2 separate regions of the Mus musculus genome follow, and region 2 is linked to region 1. Evidence: chromatin contacts called from public HiChIP or PLAC-seq data. All regions are on one chromosome and are shown on one strand. The core of a region is the stretch at or near the end of the contact, and the rest is flanking DNA. Distances in the headings are between cores, read along the strand shown. Region 1 overlaps Polr3g (polymerase (RNA) III (DNA directed) polypeptide G). Region 2 overlaps Tmem161b (transmembrane protein 161B).

Region 1 (4,119 bases), core at 465-2,964:
GAGAATTTGTTTCTTGCCTCTTTGTTTGGTTGATTGGTTTTGTTTCTTGGTTTTTGTTTTTTAAAGAGAGAGATGGAGAAAGAGAACACAAAGTTAGGAAGGTTAGAGGTGGGAAGAATCAGGGAAGAATTGAGGAAGAGGAAAAGCAATCAAAATACTTCATGAAAAAAATTAATAACAAAAAAAAAATTTAAGTGGCTTGGAGGTTTAGCTGTAAGAAAGGGAAGACGAGCGGGAAGCAGGTGGAGGTGTGTGAGCTGCTGAGTAGCCTGGCCTAAAGAGTGAGATCCGGTATTAGAAAAAAAGACTATACAAAAAAGAACTAACCAAAGATCCAGGGTGGTGGTAACAAATGTGCGCTTAGTGTGGCTGGGAATAGAGAAGGCAAAAATGCAAGCAACAGAACAAAGACAAGAAAAGCTCACGCGGACGGTTCACTAAGAAGCCAAGAAAAGCTATCTGCCTGTACCTCTCATGGTTACTTGTTTTGGAGATAAATTTAACCACAAGAGATAAGCCCGTCTGCATGGAGCCGACTGTGTAACAGCTGTCCCCACAAGCAGAGCACGTGCGTGGCAGCTCATGCACATTCACATGAGAATGAGTTTTATCCAATTGCTTGTGACCTTCAGTTGTGCTCATGTCATCTAAATCTGTGGTTCTCAGCTGTGGGTCGCTAGCCCTCTGGCAAAATTCTCTTTCTAAAAATATTTACATTTTAATTCATAACAGTAGCAAAATCACAGCCACAGAAATATTTTTATGGTTGGGGGTCACCACAGCATGGGGAACTGTCTTAAAGGTGGCTGCGTTAGGAAGGTTGAGGCCCTCGGAGGAGTCCAGATGGCTTTCTGATAGATTCTGTCCTAACCTCACCTGTACTTCTAACTCTTGAACTTCCATAATTAAAAGTCAGAATTAAAAACAAAACCCAAAACTTTGGAGCAGCTGGGGACAAAGCTTGGGGTATGGCATTTGTCTAGCATATGGAAGACACAGAGTTTGTTCTTTAGTCTGTAAAACCTGAAATAAGCAAATAAATCAATTAAATTTAAAAACCTTTGATGACTTACACTTTTCTTGAGTAAGAGAAACGGTGCTATTCTTTTTTTTTCTTTACTGAAAATGATAAACATGAGTGACCCAATAATTTTTCAAAATTCTATATAACCTACTTCTGTCTAATCAGTGTCTCTGTCTTTGGTTTTGGCTTTAGCATTTCTCTATTTACAAACCACAGATGATCAGTTTTGGTGAATAAATAAATATCAAAGTGAAAAGAAATATGGTCACATGCATTTTTAGCAAAGAAGATGCCAAATAATTATAAATTCTCTAATGATATCCTTCTCAAAGATTTCTGGCATAAGGACAGCACATTTCTTTTGAATTCCTGAAGGACTGAATCTGCGTATTCACTGATTCTCATATCCCTGACGATCTACCTTAGGTTTTGTCATCTGGGGATTCAGTCTGTGATTTTGCTCAAGCGTTCGCCTACCATCTGCAAGCAGGGAGCTTCTGCTTACTGGTGCATTCATTTCCTGACTCGGCATTTTTCTATGTAACACTCTTCTCTTTGGCATTGTTAAGGCAGGAGGAGTGAGTCAGCACTTTCTGATTAGTGGCCCGCAATGGCCCACACACGTACAGCAGGCAGGCGCAGGCTTCTGCATTCACTAACCCTGGAGAGGTTACACCCGGAGGGAGACACCCACAGAGGAACAAAGACAGAGCCTGTGACTTGGGCAGCCAGTGCCAGCTGTGCAGGACAAGCAGTTAGGGACCAAGGGGACGTGGACAGAGGGTATAAAGGCACTCTCTCCACTATAATAATAAACTAGTCTGCTTCTGCTTCTGATCTGGCTCCTGGAATTTGTTCTGCTGATTCTACGCCTTCTTATCCCCTACTCCCACAGACTATCTCGGAGGGCTGGGGCTAGGGCAACATATTAGTATTGAATTTTCAGTTCATTGGAAGTTAAAAATAAGAAAATAACTATAAAGATGAAGGTTTCTGAAATCTTCTTTCATATTTTCTTAAAAACTGATTTAAGTTGAGGATGCTGGTACACATTTTAATTCCAGCATTTGGAAGAAATAGGTGGCTGGACTCTGTGTGTTTGAGGGCACCTTGGTCAACACAGCAAGTTCCAGGCCAGTCAGAGACACAAAGTGAGGCCCTATTTAAAAAAAGATAAAAACAAAAAACAATAAACAAACCAACAAAACAGACAAAATTAATTTCTGACGTAACACTTTGCCTCTGTCTAGCATCCCCATGTCACCCTCCCGGTCCTCAATGATGGCACCAGAGTGCAGTACACAGTTGGGTACGATCTGTGGGTTCAGGCATCCTCTGGTGACACCTTGGAACATCATGACCGTGAACAGAAAGGTGCTCCTATACACACATAAGCATATACACATCTTACTTAAAGCTGTATTTTAAACCACAGAGCTTTTTAAAGCATACATAGGAAAGAGGAGCAGAAAGGAAGATCTGAAGAGATTTTACTTCTATCAATTTGGAAAATCCTATAGAATTTTCTATGGGCTTAAACAAGTAAATTGTGACGGTTTGTATATCCTTGGCCCAGGGAGTGGAATGTCATAGTTTGAATATGCTCTGCCAAGGAGTGGCACTTTTAGAAGGTGTGGCCCTGTTGGAATAGGTGTGCCACTGTGGGTGTGTGCTTTAAGACCCTCACCCTAGCTGCCTAGAAGTGAGGATTTTGCTAGCAGACTTCAGATTAAGATGTAGAACTCTCAGCTCCTCCTGCACCATGCCTGCCTGCATGTTGCCACGTTCCCGTCTTGGTGATAATAGACTGAACCTCTGAACCTGTAAGCTGGCTCCAATTAAATGCTGTCACTTGCCTTGGTCATGGTGCCTGTTCACAGCAGTAAAACCCCAACTAAGACATAAGTATTATATCTTTTTATATTTTATATGGCCCCATGACTCATATGTTTGAATGCGTGTTCCTTAGGGGAACACTTTGAAAAGGATTAGGAGTGTAGTCTTGTTGGAGGAGCTGCGCCACTGGGACAGGCTTTGAGGATTAAGAGCCCATGCCAGACCTGGCCTAGCTCTCTCTCTGCCTGTAACTTGTGGATCACATGTGAGCTCTCAGCTACTTTCCTGGTATCATGCCTGCAACCATATTGATCATGACCTAACTCTCTGAAACTGTAAGCAAGCCCCAATTATATGCATCTTTGTAAAAGTTGCCTTCATCCTGGTGTTTCCTCACAGCAACAGAACAATAACTAAAACAATGACTACCTACAAGAATAATCTGACTGCTTGAATGATCTGATGTACCTTTTGATTAGACCCGTACTTGAATAAATACATCCTATCAGCTAAACATGTCTCGTATCTAAAGGAAAGTCTAACTTTAATAGTATCAAAGTATGCCATGCCTTTTTAATTTCTAAAATAAAAATGAGTATTAGTTCATTTTAAAAATATATAAAATTTATTTTAATTTTTAAGTCCCGACAAAGGCATGCATGCAACAAAATCAGAAAAGTAAAAATAAAAATAAAACCTCTCTATTGTTGAAGTAAATCATCAAACCATTATATAAACAAACTCAAGCAGGTAGGTCATTGAAAGCTAAGCTTGTGCAGCCTGTGTCTTAGGAAGACCTGTAGCACCGTACACTTCCTTTCTGACTCAGCCAATGTATCCTAGAGAGGAAGGAAAAACACTTTTAATACTAATGGTGTGACTGGCTACTATACGAATTTCTCATGTTTTAATGATGTTGTTTTAAGAACTCAAAGATGATATTGATCTCTCTAACAATCAATACGGTTTTATTGTGCTAAAGGACTGCTCATCTGATAAGCAGGCTCCCTTCCTCTAACACCACTTGCCATTTCTAGCCTGAGATGGTTGAGCCTTGAAGCACAATTCCTCCTTTCTGCCTTTAGCATCAAGAACTAACACATAGTTTATATCATCAGAACATCAACAATAAGACAAAAGTCAGGGTTTTAAAATTTTTTAGCCTAAACTGTCAATAATCAGAGGCATCCATTAAAAATTTATGCACAATGGCAGTAATCACAGCATTGCATAGTTTAAAAAAAGAAACACTTTATTCT
Region 2 (4,119 bases), core at 526-3,025, 2.6 Mb after region 1:
GTTTTTTTTTTTTTTTTTTAAACTTTATTTCTAGGGGCCCTGTTTCAAAACTTACTTTCAAATTTTTCCTGGCTGTTTTCTGTTCACTCATTGGGGCTTTTTTGACATTTCCTGGATTACGGCTGGCTCAAATGCATCTGGATGCCCTGAATATGGCAACAGAAAAAATTACACAGTAAGCGGAAAATGTACATAAGCACATGCAGATAAATATATGTTTTCCATCTTAATTAAGGTATATTATTGTGATAAAATAAATTATTTTATTAAAAATTAATATTAATAAATATTTGATGTCACACCTGTTTTTAGTCAGCTATAAGTAGTTTCTCTTTGAAATTTCAGGCTAGTGTTAAAAATACATTTGTTGTTAAACTAATTTTTACCTGTTTAAATGAAAATGTTAAAGTTTATATTCTTTTTAATTCAGAGATTTATAGTATTTTGATCTCTACATTCAAATTGAAAATCTCATAGAAAAATTTTTTTAAAAAACTTTTTTTTAATACTTAAAGTTTATGTGTTGATTCAGATATTTTAATATCTTTATTTATGACAAATAATTTTAAGCCTGAGTTACATTTGTAAGAATGATTTTAAGTTGTTGATCTGCATGTTAAACTTCAAGTAATTCATTATTTTATTTCCAGATTGTAAATAATATGCAACACCCTGTATCCAGTTAGTTTAACCACCAAATCCTATTTTGATTCTAAGGAGAAAACATTAAACCTCTGCTCATGGCTCTGAAGCCATTGCTGTTTTCTGTCCTTATTTAGGGGTCTTTGTTTATTTGGTTGATTGGAGTTTTGTTTGTTTATGAATAGAGACATCTTTTTTTTCCAATTTTTTATTATATATTTTCTTCATTTACATTTCAAATGCTATCCCCAAAGTCCCCTCTACCCTCCCCCCGCCCTGCTCCCCTACCCACCCACTCCCACCTTGACAGAAGGGTGAGCTTGTATTTGCTTTCGTTTATACCCAGGATCTTCTTACCTGCACTGCAGGTCGTCCTTGAACCCTCCATCTTATATACATATGTATAGTCAGTAAGCTCCTCTAGGAGGACACTGTATTTAAGATACTTTAAGATCCTAATTCCTCTCTTTACATTCTTAGCTTTTACCTATGTTCTTTAATTTTCACTTTTCCCCTTGACTCCATTTTCTCCGTGTTTAGATGTTTACTTGTTCCTAGCTGCCCCGCCCCTGTTACACACTACTTCATCTTCCCCCACGTTTTTTTTTTTTTTTTTTTTTTTTTTTTTTTTTTTTTACTCAGCATGCTCTTCACTATGCCCTGCCTTTCCCACCACCCAGCTCTCTAAAGGCTTCTTTTAAGACAAAACCTGATCCCCCCCCCCCCTCTACACACACACTGCAGTCCACTAACCCCAGTGTTAGGATTTAAATAAGCTGAAAAGGGTGGGTGGAGGGGAGCCCTTCACAAGCTACTGAAACCGCTGTGGGCTGCTCCTTGATACTGGAGTGTTCCCTAGCAACACTGCATACCTAATACTGCTCTTTCTTCCCTGCCCTCCATGGTTTACCAAGACTGTGGGATGAAAGAATCACATTATAAAACATAAAGCATTTAGTGATGGTTGGAGAGAGGGTGATGCATCTATCTTCAGTAAAATGTGGCTTTATTTTAAGGGTTTTCCTTGTGGGAATTTGGGATTTTGTGTTATTTCCAGTTTTTTACAGCCTCCTGTTGTGGTACAGCACTCACGCTGTCATGCTGTAACAGTATGGGCAAGCTAGTTCTGTTGTGGGTAGCCTGAGTGGCAAAGGAGCAGCGCAGACTGCACCCCTATGGCAAGGCAGTGCAGCTTGTACTGTGGTTGGGTTGTTCCTGACTCAGCCCTGTGTCCTCCAGACCTGTCCCTACCGTTTGTCTGTGTAGTAATATTTAAAAGTCTGTGTGTTTTAAAACCTATAGTTAAGCCTTCTCTATGGTTGATAATGAAAGCAGTGTGTTGTATTAAAATAGTGTAACAAGTCTGTCTTTTGTTCCAAAGAGAAAACTTTTGTCAAGCCATGTGTATCTGTAGGATACAGATTTAGTTAACAGAGAGGTTGCAGCTTAATCCTGATATCCCTCTTCTGCATTAGGAATGTAGCCCCAGTGTGGTGGCTCATGTCCGTAGTTCCAGCTTTTGTGAGGCTGAGAGTAGCATGAAGGCCAGGCTAGGCTGTATAACAAGGTGTGTTCCATAGAACCAAAAATAGGGGGGGGGGGGTACATTATCTTTATTTGTATATGGTAAATTAATTTCATCTGTGTTTATAACAGTCCAAGAAATAACAAATCTTGAGTCATTTGTAATTTTGGCATTATAAATGATCATTGCATATTGCAAGGTTGCTCAGTTGTAAACTGTTGTGTTTCATTTGCCATTTGCCTTCTGATAAGACTTCTAATCACTCTCATTTATTTGTGAATAATAAGCAAATGTTCAGTTTAGCTGTGTTGAAAATTTTCAGATGACGTGTATGTATATTCCCTTGTGATCACTGTAGATAATCATTAAAACACCTATCATTGAGTCCTGGATTTAAGGGATTGTCATTGAACTTTCTAGGTCCGTATGTTCTCACCTGAAACACTAAGATAATGACTCAGCTCTTAAGGATTCTGGTTAACAGTAAATAATTAGAAATGCTATACCCTAGTTACACTTGCACATTTTGTTTCTAGATCTTTATGTGTATTTCTTGTATATTTTCAGAACATTACTTCATATCAACTTCTTGGCACCTTTATTTATGGTTCTGCTCTGGGTGAAACCAATCACCAAAGACTATATCATGAACCCACCGTTGGGTAGAGAGAGTGTCCCTCTGTAAGTATGGGTACTTGAGTCCTATGTTTTAATTCACTATACATCAAAGTTGCTTTTTTTAATTGTAGGTAGGTTTGTTCATTTTTTTTTAGACAGAGTATCAGTATATTGCCCGGACTGTCCTGGAACTCACTGTGTGGATCAGTCTGGTCTTGAACTCACAGAGATCTGCCTGATTCTTCCTCCTGAATACCAGAATTGAAGACATGTCACACTTCTAAAGTTTTTTGTCTGCCTGCTTTTATGATAAGGGGAGGTACTTTATTCTTTAATACTAGTGTAAGTGGTGAAGATAAGGCTTGAGCCTGAAGCTGCAGGCCATCTTCTAACCTATTTTTGAACTTTTTTGAAAAGAATACTAACAAATATTATTCTATACTAATATTAGCCTATATACACCCTGAGATTTATCTCCTGATGTCCAATTATCATCTGCCATTTTGCCTATTTGGATCCTTCTACGGTGCTTTTATTATTGTTCTACTGTGAAACTTATGGAGGGAAAGTAATGCCAATGAAAACTAAAGTAGTATTTATTTCCTTATCCATGGAAAATTTTAACATTTCCTTTTGCTTCATTCATAGCTTTTAGATAAAATGTTTTCAAATAAATTAGAGACATATTTTTATACAGTAAGTACTATAGTTGCCATCTCTAACAAAATTTTTTTCTACAACATACTTAGGAAAATTTAAAGTAATATCTTTAAATTATTATTATTATTATTACCTGCTCATGTATCCCCAGTTAGACAACTATGTTTTAGCAGAACAAGATGTCAAAGAAATAAAGAAGCGGTTTATTGCCAGGCATTAATAACTACTCTGTGTGCTGGGTGCGTGCTGTGGTTCTATTACAGTTCTATTACAGTTCTCGAAAGCTTCAGAGCTGTGTGCTGGGTGCGTGCTGTGGTTCTATTACAGTTCTATTACAGTTCTATTACAGTTCTATTACAGTTCTATTACAGTTCTCGAAAGCTTCAGAGCTGTGTGCTGGGTGCGTGCTGTGGTTCTATTACAGTTCTATTACAGTTCTCGAAAGCTTCAGAGCTGTGTGCTGGGTGCGTGTCGTGGGTTCTATTACAGTTCTCGAAAGCTTCAGAGCTGCTTTGCACTCTAGCCCGGCTTCTCATTGACACTGTCACGTGAGGCTGATTTTAATTGTTCGGTCTCTGTTTCCCCATCTGGAAAAAGAAGTGATATCTACCTCACAGGGTTCTTGGTAGAATTCAGTGAAAGATCACATGTAATGCAGCCCTTTGAATAGTGCT

The links. HiChIP or PLAC-seq counts read pairs in DNA pulled down with a chosen protein or histone mark.
Region 2: an H3K27ac HiChIP or PLAC-seq map of embryonic stem cells shows a contact between it and region 1, with 8 times the contacts expected there. The contact joins two enhancer-like sites. A contact is called at or near these places in 1 of 39 promoter capture datasets (pre-B cells) and 1 of 115 datasets of contacts at active chromatin or transcription factors (embryonic stem cells).

The regions. Positions count from the first base shown.
Region 1 is chr13:81,690,192-81,694,310 of GRCm38.p6, forward strand. All of the region lies in intron 3 of Polr3g (polymerase (RNA) III (DNA directed) polypeptide G), which reads right to left. Among named protein-coding and RNA genes, the nearest start is that of Polr3g, 19 kb to the right of the region's middle. Within about 2 kb of position 1,715, at least 107 of the 459 cell types and tissues checked have an H3K27ac peak or open chromatin away from gene starts, as enhancers often do. A contact at or near this core is called in embryonic stem cells, where this site is marked.
Region 2 is chr13:84,283,951-84,288,069 of GRCm38.p6, forward strand. It overlaps Tmem161b (transmembrane protein 161B), which reads left to right. Exons shown (of 12, transcript NM_175187.5): 8 at 35-175; 9 at 2,735-2,848. Among named protein-coding and RNA genes, the nearest start is that of Gm41011, 58 kb to the right of the region's middle. Within about 2 kb of position 1,776, at least 48 of the 459 cell types and tissues checked have an H3K27ac peak or open chromatin away from gene starts, as enhancers often do. A contact at or near this core is called in embryonic stem cells, where this site is marked.